Regions from separate parts of the Gasterosteus aculeatus genome. Here region 2 is linked to region 1. The links are chromatin contacts, called in public Hi-C maps. All regions are on one chromosome and are shown on one strand. Each heading gives the region's core, a stretch centred on a gene start, on an enhancer-like site or on the middle of the called end of the contact. The rest is flanking DNA. Distances are from core to core; before and after follow the strand shown. Region 1 holds the start of cdin1 (CDAN1 interacting nuclease 1). Region 2 overlaps meis2a (Meis homeobox 2a).

Evidence for each region. A called contact is a pair of places that touch in the nucleus more often than the background predicts.
Region 2: a Hi-C map of tail fin shows a contact between it and region 1, with 2.4 times the contacts expected there. The contact joins the enhancer-like site here to the promoter of cdin1 in region 1. A contact is called at or near these places in 4 of 6 Hi-C or Micro-C datasets (liver, skeletal muscle, tail fin and 1 more).

The regions. Positions count from the first base shown.
Region 1 is chr15:10,494,434-10,500,331 of fGasAcu3.hap1.1, reverse strand. cdin1 (CDAN1 interacting nuclease 1) reads right to left here and starts at 2,239. Exons shown (of 12, transcript XM_040199813.2): 1 at 2,111-2,239; 2 at 1,685-1,825. The coding sequence starts at 1,821.
Region 2 is chr15:10,554,723-10,560,810 of fGasAcu3.hap1.1, reverse strand. It overlaps meis2a (Meis homeobox 2a), which reads left to right. Exons shown (of 13, transcript XM_078089605.1): 13 at 1-212. Among protein-coding and RNA genes, the nearest start is that of cdin1, 60 kb to the right of the region's middle. Within about 2 kb of position 2,375, at least 2 of the 9 cell types and tissues checked have open chromatin away from gene starts, as enhancers often do.

The DNA of each region.
Region 1 (5,898 bases), core at 990-3,489:
GAAAATTTAAATGAAAATGTTAACACCGGAACCATATCATCACAATATGATTTCATTTAAAGTCAATAACATAATACCAAATTATATTCCCCCTTGCAATTAAGGATAAATTCTATCATCGTAAATTTCCTAGCTCACAATTCCATTAGCCTGATTGGATAGATGGATAGATTGGATATATGTACAAATACATACAAATATAATAAATCATCTTAGGCTCAAATGAACATTTAACAAAATAAAAGGTGCTTCCACAGCAACAAAAATGGGGCACATTCAAGTGAAAGGACTACAGCAGCTCATGAAACTGGTGGACGGCCGGATATCCACAGTCTACACTCAACGTTGGTCGCATCCTTTGGAAACACACCCACGCCATGTGAAATTAGGTGAAATATAATAGATACCTGTCTTTTCTTTCTCTGTGAGCATTATAGTCGGAGAGAGAGAGCCGCCTCGTCCACATCTAACCCCCACCACCCTGCCAACCTCCGCCTGGCCAATATTTACGCAGTGGCAGGGCTCCCACACAGTCCAAGGGGACAGGAGGGGCGATCGGGGGGGGGGCTGACTGCCGTGCCGGAGCGCATGCTAAGAGATGATGGATGGCCTAGTCGATATGTTATGTCTTAAGAGCCTGATTTCCTGCCAGTCCAATCACTAACCCTCCAGAGCCCGGCTCAGCTGATTGGACAACCAGAATAATTTCGCAGGCTGTGAAAACACTGCTGCCGTGCCTGTCTGTCGGGTCCAGTGACGAGACTCTGGGATTTTTAAAAGAGCAAGGGCCTCCCCGAGACTGGTTAGGGTGAACAAAATGATAACAATAACCAGCGAGACTAAACAAAAGAGCCAGCACCTCCGGGACAGAGAAAGAGATCTTACAGAATTATTGGAATAAAAACAGCGCCGTGTTTTCCTTTAATTACACACCCACCAGTGATACCTTTTGAACAACTGGCATGCAGACTTTTTGGTTAAAGAAAGTTTGGATTAGGAAACCCAAAAGGAGAACGGAAACTTAAAATAAACATGAGAAAGACCCCCTAGTGTTGGGCCCATGCATTCAGGATATTGGACAAACGCTATGCGCATGACATATTCTGTAAAACGCAGACAGTGAGAACAAAGCCGAGCTCGAGCTTCGCCGTGTCCCCTTCGGGGACCGAATACCTTCTTGTAGATTGGTGATTAGGGCACAATGGAAGTAGGAAGCTCCAAATACGTACGACTTTGTAAGTGACCTCGGCGGGATCAGCCGTGGTGTCCTGTTGGCCTCGGGGGATTACACGTGTTACGTTCAATAAAGTGAGGGCCCTCAGTGTCAAGGAGAAAGGCAAACACAACCATTAACCTCGCTGTTCGATTCCTGGATGAGCAGGCGCTGCATGGCGAAGCATTGGCTAACGGAGGCCGATACAGAAACCTGCGTGGAATTAATTGGAGATCAAAAGTGGGATTATAAATACCCAGAAGCAGGTAGAAAAGAAAAAGAGACTGAGGAATAAATGGTGATGCTACTGGGAGTTGAAAAAGTTACTATTTATGTGAGTGATTGGTAAATTATAATGTGATCGCATTTTGTGCTTGTATTTGTTCATAGATACTTGGTGTTTTTACCCTGTAGCCACACATAAACACACACCGAGAGTGTAAAGGAAGTGTATAGTGTGTAACTACTCACTTTGGGAATCTTTCTTTCAGCGTCTTCATACATTGGCGCGTGGGTCTCAGTTGATCGGTCCATCGCACGATCTCTTTATATTCAGCTCGGGACAGCGTCATTTTCATTTGATTGTAATGGTAGGCGTGTGACTGCATCTATCTGTGCAAACACGAGGTGGGAGTTTGATTAAGGGACGCGTCCGTGGCAGTCTTGAGTTTCCAGATGTAAACAACGCGGGGGAGACTGACAGCCAGAAACAGCTGTAGCGTCGCCCGCCTTGCTAAGCAATATTAGCTTTACGTGGATTGCTAACACGACACAACAAACGCGCGGAAAATAAAAGCTTTCGTCTCCCTTTCGAAAGTGTACTGAACGACTACTGTACGCATTGGCTTTCAAAATAGTTTTGTAGAGCGATAAATAACACCTAAACGGGTTGTTTACCATTCATTCCTGCTGTACACTTCTCGATTGCAGCTTCCCGCTAGCGAGCTTGAAGGAAGGACTCTTGTGTGAGGAGTGGTTTGATTGGTGGATTCATTCGGGAAGCTGAGTATAACAGCAGGTGATTGGTTACTCGGCAATGCGAAGGCGGAGCGCCAGCGGAGGCTCGCTGCTTATTAGCTCCGACGCGTCACTGGATTCCTGTTATATGCAAAAGGAAAACTTAACCAGCCTACAGTCCGACAGAATATAAATAATAAAAAACTCTACAGGCCCAAAAATAATTTTAAAGAAGGTGGGTGAGGAACTGTGCAAGGAGACAGAGAAGGAGGGAGTGTCTCTCTGTTATCTCTCTCTAGAAAAATTCTGTCAATAGTCGTTGATTAAACACAAATGTACTGTTTTTTTTTTTACATCAAATGAGCCTCTTTACAGCCTACTCAGAGATACTACCTCTCAATTAAAACATGGTATTTTATCCTGGATCATGCTACTTCAGCATACAGTCCATAGCAACTTAAAACATGGGGATTTGATATGCATCTGGAATAAACTAAATTCAATGATCAAGTAATTAACCTGTTTTTCATGAAGCCTAATTGAACTTCAGTTTGGGCTCTGGTTATTTCTATTTCAACTGCAAGTCTTAACAGAGAGGCCATACTTGCTTTACTTTTCTTTAAAGGAAACAAAGTATACCAAATTCCACTGCTCAGATCATCATTAATATTTATATAGTTTATTCTTTTACCCCTGCAGGTAGAAATATTACTTTGTTGAAAAAATATTGGTTGGGGTTTTCCTTAATTATTTCCAAGGTACAGCAATATTTTTTGTGGTCCATCGCCAGCTGCAGGTCTCCCGAATCATCAATACCTGTCACCTAACCAGTGATAGTAGTACTAGATGGTAGTGCTTTAAATGCCTTTTGCAGAAATATGGAAATATATGTAAATTTGGCCAAAGATAATGACATACTAAGTTTGGAACATACAGGAATAATGCTCAATTTATTAAGGATACATATGCTCTCCAAACGACTTATATTACAATGAAAATAGCTATCTAATAGTAACAAATGCAAACTGATTTTTGAGGGAAACTACTAAATTGTCAATTAACGATTTGGTGTGATTATTCATTTCCCTCCGAACCTTATGGATGCCTCGCACTGGAGTGTTGATTTTAGTCGACTTAGATAGGAATAAAAACTTTCAGACTTAATTTGTCAAATACACGCCCTTGAGATCAATATCATTTTAGAATGGTATTGTTGTGTAATTAGTCTCTGCTGTAAACAGTCTACCCGTCTTTTACTTTCTACTTTCAGATAGAATCATAATATGTTATAATCATGTTATGTTGGATTTCAGATATTTCTGCTGTTTGTTTTTCAAAAATGAAACAAGCTGATTGTTGAATAACTCCTCTTGAAACGATCTCAAACAAATCTGGCTTCACTCCTCTGTGAGCCCGTGACTACATCAAACCATTCTTTGCTAAAGTCAGACATTCTTTTCACAACAACATCGCTGATTTCCTCCATTGTGGGCGAACAATGCATCGGTGAGCAGAAAGGCTCTATCTGACCTGTGATGCGTCAGAAAATAGAGCTCATTGTTGTCGGGCAGTGTAGTATGATGCCTGAGATGGGCTGAGGTCTCGGGCTGTGCGTGCACCAGCACTGTCCCCGGGTCTGAAAGGGCTCAGCGCTCTGTGCTGCCTACAAAAGGGAGCTGTGTAGTGGGATTGGTATGGCCAGATAAGATCGGGGCCTCTGAGGAAGTCTGGTTTGATTGCTACAAAGGGCTGAGGTCAGGGGCAGGAGGAGCAGTTTACTCATCTAGGTATCAGAGGATCAGGGGGTTTGGTGGGGAGCCGCGTGTGTAATAGGTATAAAAGGATCAGTGTAATGTGATGGTATAAAAAGATAAAAATCAGAGAAGGGGTTGGAAGGCAGTGTACTGTAATGGCCCCAAAAGCGAGGGGATCAGAGGCTTTGTTGTGTGTATGCGTCTACTTGTGTGTGTGTGCGTGTGTGCAAGCGAGCACACACACACACGCCCTTGCATCAAATCCATTTTTATGCATCTTTGATGGCCATGAGAGCCGCAGTGGGCTGGGATGAGGGCTGAAGGAGATGGCAGGGCGATGGAGAGGATACCGGGGAAGGATGCACGTTAAAAGACGAGAGCTTTTTTTGAGGCTGAGTGTAAACAGGGCAGTTGTACACACAGTGCCGTTAAGCAGCTGTGGAGCGTGCTCACAGTGGGAGATGAATTTACAAAGGATGTCTCCCTCTGATATCCAAGAGACGCCGCACTGATCTCTGCTCCACTGCTCTCGGCACACCATTGTAGAGCCAAGCACTGTGCCGCTAATGACACGTATATACCTTAATACTTGGGAAGCATTTACATTTCGCTTGCAGCAGAGGGAAAACCCGCGTGTGCGTGAGAAATAGCTTTTCATCAACAGCCTCTCCCGTCGATGAATGTAAGATATTTTAGGTTGTGTAATTTCCTTTTCTCATCACACAGTTTAAGGAAATTGCCAGCCATCCAATGTCTGGCACATTAGTCCCTCTTTAACTTATCCAGGGATATTGCTCACCATACATAGAGAGCATTGTGTTACACAAGATCGTCAGCATTACTGTCATAATGTTTCTTCTTTTTTTTTTTTTCACTTGTGAAGTCAGTGACTTCACTCTTCTGCACCACAGAATTGCTCTCCAATCTTCGGGGAGTCTGGGATCTGAACTCTAAAAATCACAGTTTAAGCATGAGGCAAGCCATAACCAGGAAATGCCTGTAGTATTAGCAAGGTATCAGATTCATGCTTTCCCCCCCTGAACAGCATGACTGCCCCTGAAAATCCAACATCCATATTTTACATCACAGGAGACAAGACACATGTGTTTCAGCCCAGCTTTCAAAGCTGTTTTTCTTCCATTTATTTTATTATCCTTTAATGAATTTAATTACCGGACATGTAATTAAAAGCAATCGTGCTCACCCCAATAAAACACAAACACACACACACACACACTCATATGGGCAATCAGACACACATGCACACATTTGCAATGTGAACGTGTTTACAGGATTAACAGGGGATTGATAATATTTTGAGATTGTATTTCACTCTAAACGGCTGCACGGGGAAACAAAGGCTGCAGCCCAGCCTCATTAATCATAGTCAACGGGTTGCCCGGGTGCAATTTGCATGTCCGAGGTGGTTGCACATGCTGCCGTTCAGCCTGTGTCGCTGGATCTGCCTCGGTTTGGCCAGACCGTTAACGCTGCGTCAATCAAGGATAACCCAACAGCATGACAGAGGAAGAGGAAAGAACAAACACGTTCTCCTCATTACCCCCCTCCCACCCCCACTCGCCCATCTCCCCTGTCAACCCAACCTCTTATTTTATTTAGCACTGATTACGCTGCCCTGATGGAAAATTAAACCATTGTGTTTGTTTTTTTATGAAAGTACGGTATCTTTTTTAAAGAATGAGTTGGATATATTTTAAAATATACAAATACTTTTAATACATTAATATCATCCAAATGCAATTATATTCGGTTTGAATGATAGATGGAATAGAAGTCTTGCCTTTTCGTAAATTCTGGGCGATATAATCACTTTTATCTATAAAGAAAACTTTTTTTGGGCTTGTCTGTATTTTTTTTTTTGTCAGTCACAGTTTGGAGCCTCACTAAGCCATTTTAACTGCAGATAATTGGGTTGAGACTCGATGCAAGTTCAAAATGAAGCGCAGTTTCACA
Region 2 (6,088 bases), core at 1,126-3,625, 60 kb before region 1:
AAGAATGTTTTTGCTAGTTTCAGATCTGCTGTGGCATTGATATTGTATGTCCATGAATTCCTTCCTTTTTCAGCACGTGTTCCTCACTAGATGATAAGATGCCGTCTCCCTTAAGCTTTGTCAAAAATACATTAAATACTTGTATGAGGACTGTGACGTAATGTTTAAAAGGTGTTCAGTCACAAATGCTGTAATAAATATTTCATTTTTGATTTTTGTTAGATTTCTTTGTGACTAACTGTGTTATAAACAGGGTTTTTATTCACATAATAGTGATCATACTAATTGGTTAACCATTATTATTACTAATATAAGTAATTGTATTATTATTGTTATTGTTCACAGAACGTGTTCTGGATGCGTTGTTGTTTGTCAACAAGGCCTCAAGCTTTAGTTTTGTAAATAGTCAGAAAAACAGTTGAGCTTTTTTTCAGAAATCTATTTGCAGTAGCTTGTTTTAACCAGACTGCATATTTAGTTAATAAATTCCCTCTGGTAATATGAATAACACATTATTGTTTAAATATATCTTACAGGGCTATTTAGGCACTAAAATATGTCCTCCAAATGATAATCAACTGCAAATGAATTATTACTTGAATTAAAGCAAAAGGTTTTAGACTAAAGGATACACTGTCATTGATGGGGTGGTAAATTAAATAAAAAGCTCAACAACAGTTGAGCCTCCGTCCCCATCGTGTATGGGGATAAAACTGGCATGATAAACTAAAATAAATGACTTTTCCCAAAGAGCATTATTTAATACTTAATTTTCTTGAAGAAAAATCGGTATATGCTAAGAAATTCAAATTAATAAAACGCATGCAATACAATATTTATTAACATAGTATTATTGATCGTGTAAAAAGATAGGGTTGATCTTCATTTTGAACTTAAAAAACAAGGGAATTTGGTTTAGGTGTTTTCACTGTTAACACTCTCCCTGGTGTCCAAACAATAGAGCGTCGATTTGTCCCTGGTGCAATTATTCTGTGAGTGAGAATAATGTTTGACCCTCTCGCAGTGTGCTCTGCTCCTTTCTGCCGTTTTGCAGCGCCTCCTGTCGGCCTAATGTGGCAGCGCCGTCACGGGGTGCACAGATGGGCTTTGATGGGCTATCTCTTCTCTCTTCTCCATCTCTTTGCCTGTTTGCCCGCGGCCATCCAAGTCATAGCCTAAAACCTAAAAATGACATCATCACTTGGGCTCAAACGTGTTCTGTCCTTCACACAGAACTTTAAACCTCATCTCTCGGAATCAAGGACTCAAATTTCTTTTTTTCATTTCTTTTTTTTTTTAGGCCTGCCATAATGCTTATCTCATGTCTTGTGTGTGTACAAACAGATGGCACAACCTATAATAATTATACTAATAATAATATAATTAATATAAAGAATGCATTTTTAAAATGAGCTATTAAGTGTACTTACACGTCTGAATTGCGTTTATACTTATATACTGATTTTCATGTGGCCTTCTGAAAGTAGATTTTTTTCTCCTCGTACAATTTGTTATAAAATCTGATCGTTTATTTAGCTTTTTTAAATAAATGTGGAATTAATCCAACCCATCCTAAAAAACGATAAATATATGTTTAACCAGAACATAAAGGCCTGTTTGAGTAATTATATCATTGTTCCTGTCTAAAAACAATTGATGAAAAGCACAATAACTTTGTGATCTAAATAGTTACAGTACCATAGAAAGCCATTAAAACCGTTAAAGTAAAATCAGTGTATTTTATGTTTATTTAGAAATATCTGTTTAGTCAAGTCACAGTCAGCTTACACAGTTCCTTTACGTTATATTTAGCATCTGGTTTGAATGTTACCCGCGAGTCGTTTTCTTAAAATTCCAGTTTATAATACTTGCATATTTAATGTTAGTTAAACAATTTCTCTGCACACGTGGATGCGCACACACGGCGAGATGTTCAGGCCTTAATCAGATTGGGGTAAAAAAAAAGTGTATTTATTGGTTTCACACCAGTCTAGTTAACGACGCATCTTCTTCTCTCAACCATTCAAACCTTAAACGTCCTTTTTTTTGTTTTTCTGGCGCTCTATTATTCTTTGGATAAAACGGAAGGAAGAAGCCCTCCGTTTTGTGCGGAGATTATCGGATGAAAAAGAGAGAAAACGTGAGGATTACTGTGGATGGAGAGGATTTTAATATTAATAGTTTTTTTTTTCTTCTTTCTTTTCTCCCCCCACCCCCATCTCCTCCTCCAGTCCCCCCCCCCCTCTCCCCCGATGAGACAGAAGGTAGATTGCCTCTGCTGCTTTCCTTTTGCCGATTCGGTGTGACAGGGATGATGGATGATCCAGCCGAGCTAAACAACTCCTCCCCTTCATCTCCTCCCTGTCAAAGCCAGTCCGGGCTGCTGCTGCTGCTGCTGCTGCTGCACGAATCAAATAAGGAATATATTCCCTCTGCACTGCTGCACAATGCAGCCTGGTCCTCGGGAAGACGCCCGTGCAACAATATTAAAAGTCCACACACAGTTTGCTCGCGAGAAACACTTTGCGCGCGTGTTAATGTTAATACTCCTTCTGTTATATGGTAAGACACAACACAAATCGGGTATTTTTTTTAGATACACAAATGCATTAGCTGCAGATTTTGGAGGAAAAAAAAGAAGTTTTGTGTCTGCTTTGCTTTTCTTTCAAACTGCTGAATTGGATGGTGGTCATAAAAAAAAGGACGTGCACGAGGGGCTGAGTGTCCTTCGCTTTGCAGCTGGCTCTTCCCGAAATGACTTGCTCAGGGGGACAGTTTTTAGGTTTTGTGTATATAGACGCACAATCGTTGTGTGCGTGTGCGCGCGCTGCCCTCCTTTAAAAAAAAACATTTCAGCAGTTTTTTCTCCTCCTGCCATAAGGTGTTTCTATGGCTACGTTATGTAGGCCTGTGAGAGCGGGTCAGAGGCGGAGGTCCCTGGGAGAAAAGGGCCGCATTTGGGTGATCATTTATCAATGTCAACCGCATAATGATTCTCCCTGCAGTCCCCCTATTGATGAGGATAATTACATTAGCTCAGAGTGACTGATCAATAAAGCCCGGGGAAAATGGTTTATTATAGCACCACCGAAAGGGCTTTCTTTAAAAGGGGACTGGCTGCATTTTTTTTCTCTTTTTTCCCCTTCTTTTCTCTTTTTTTCTTCTTTAGAAAATAAAAGGCAGAGTTCATCTGCGCACTCCAAACTCTGGAATGATAATCGAGTGAAATGCAAAACTCCGTCTTCACGCAGGTTTTATGACTGCATTTTTTTCCTTTTTCAGGATTGTGTTACGTTTCCTTTATTTTTCATCTCTGGACTTGTGTCATTTTTTTCTTTTCTTGGGATGACACACAGAAATGTTATTAACATCCGTCTTTATCAAAGAGATATAGTGCAGCTTTGCATCCCGCTGGTGAAGTCAAACGGACATGTACATTCACGCTGTGAGGGATTTTTATGATTGAGTCAAACAGGAAGTCACACAGGACCGAAAGGCCAACCACCTTTTTGTCCGCTGAGGTGTGATTTCACAAACATTTATTATTTGTGAAAGGCAAAAAAAGGAGTTCAAATGGCTGCAACACCAGACTGCTGGCCTTCAACAAACAGCGTAACATTTAGAATAAATAAAAAGTCTTTATTTGCTGGTCAAGTAACACAAATAGGATACTCCACTGGAATAAACCAAATGGTCCCAAAAGCAGACAGTAAATGCATGTTTGACCCCTCTCTCTCTCTCTCTCTCTCTCACCCTCTATCTATATAACTCCCCCCCTCTATCCGCGTGTGTTTGTGTTCCTTAATTGTCAACAACTGCATCAATGTGGCAAACTCTTTTGCCTTAACTCCCATTTGCCGCTGCTGACCGTGTCTGCGGGAGACAGCTCCACTATATTTATCATTTATGAAGGTATTTTCTCAGACATTGGAGGAAGAAACGACCTGCAGATAGTCCCACTGCTGGCTCTCCATTGCCCTTTCACAAACGCGCACTTCCTTATTTATTCAATGGCCTTTTCATAAATACAGAATTAGGATTGTATCTTAAAAACTGAAGCCTTGACATATCAGAACAGTATATAATTACACAGGATAAGCAATCGGATTGAAACTATTTCAATTGTTGTATTAAAAAAAATAATAATAATAATAAAAAAAAGTTATATATAGAGCTCTTGAAGAATACAAATGATGAAATAGTGTAAACGCCCATGATTAATCTCTATGTCACACCGAATTGATCAAATTAAAGTGTGGTTTTAGCGGAAATATTGAGGATAAATCTCTTGGATGGATGATATCAGGACTTTTTTTGCGCATGGCCGCGACTACTTGAATTAGAGGCAATTTACTTCACACTTCAGCGGCTTGTCTTCTTAAAAATGAGTGGCAATCATCCCTTCAGCCCCCCCCCCCCCCCCCCTCCCCTCCTCTCCCCAACACATTCGCCCACGAAAAAATAAATCTTAATGACATAAAAATTATAATTAGTCAAACAATGTTGCTATAGGGGTTTGTAAGGAGCAGGGATTTAAAATTGCACTTGGCCTGTTGCGGAGAAGCGTAAAAGAGGGCATGTGAGTGCAGAATAAATAAAGCGCAATAAAAAGGGAAATAGCCAGAGTTTAGTCAAGCCTTGAGGTACTCAAACCTTTATTTCAATCAGTTAAGATTTAATTAGACGAGCCTCGGGCCCGGCCGTCTCCCCCCCCCCCCCCCCCCATTATGTTGCCTTCTCCAGCGTTGTGTTACAATGCCCCAAAGGTTGTCAACATTTCACTGGTTTTTCCAGTGAAATAATCACGCTTTATGGCCATAGGATCCGCAAATAAATCTGGCATTGTTCCATTAGGAGGCGGGAATCCCGAACAGTGATCGGCGGGAGGAAAAAAAGATACGTTTCTTTAATTTATGGGTTGTTTCCCTAAATTAATATTTTATTCCTAATTTCATCGGTTGTTTGGGGAGCTTTAAAAAAAAAAGAAAAAGTTAGAGTTCGAGTATCCTGCGGGAAGCCGCGGGCAGCAAAGTGAGACATTTCACAAGAACTGAACATAACAGAGGAGAGCTGGGAGAAACAGAGAGTGAGACAAAAAGACACGGCGGGAGAATGAAGAGCTTCTCCTAAAATATGAAATCCTTCCTGCCTATTTACCAACACGCACACATCTACGGGCGCGGTTTGAAACCAAATAACTCCGATATTAAAAGTGGTCGTTGATTTTTTGAGGACACGGACCTGGAGACCCCCCCCCCCCCCACACCACAACCACCAACACACCCTGGGGCGCACTGCTATTACAAGATGGCGACCCCTTCTGGAGGCCAAAGTAAATGTGTTTACAGAAATGGAAGAAGAAGAAGAGTCCGCCTGTTGTGACACCAGCTCCTCGTTTAAACGTCGAGAAAGATTGATCCTCTCTACCCCCCCCAAAAAACACACACATTCAGAAAGGCTTCCCGCCCATTTGATCCCCAGAGCCCGAAACCCGCTGCAGTGCACGTGACCTCCGAAGACTCGTCTCGTATCTACTCGCAGGTACGAGCCTCCTTACGCGCGCGCGTTACGCGGTCGAGTTGATGGTGAAATCAATAGAGATGGATTGGAGGGTGGATGTAATGCTTTGGGACTCGTGGCCCGGTCTCCGCCTTCACGAGAAGAAGTATGCAAGATAAAAAGATAAAGAGAAATATGCGATTTGTGAGGAGAGCATGCGACGGCAACGACTCGTGCACGTGCACAGCGAAACCCATCTGTGTGTTTAAACGAGAGAGAGAGAGAGAGAGAGAGAGAGAGAGAGAGAGAGAGAGAGAGAGAGAGAGAGAGAGAGACCACGGAGCAGGCCAGCCAGGCTGAAGTCATCCAGTCAGGGGCCTGAGGACCTGGCTACCATTGGCATCATTAATCACGGCCCACTTGAAGATTATGACTGCGAGTATAAAATCGGTAACCATTATCGTCTCGAATGGCAGTTAAAACCTTCTTATTTTTTCAAAACAATGAAGAGGGCACAGAAGTCAGCACGGAGAAAAAAACGACGAGGAGAGGGCGACTGGTGTCACTGTAGGATGTTGCAGAGTGTGGT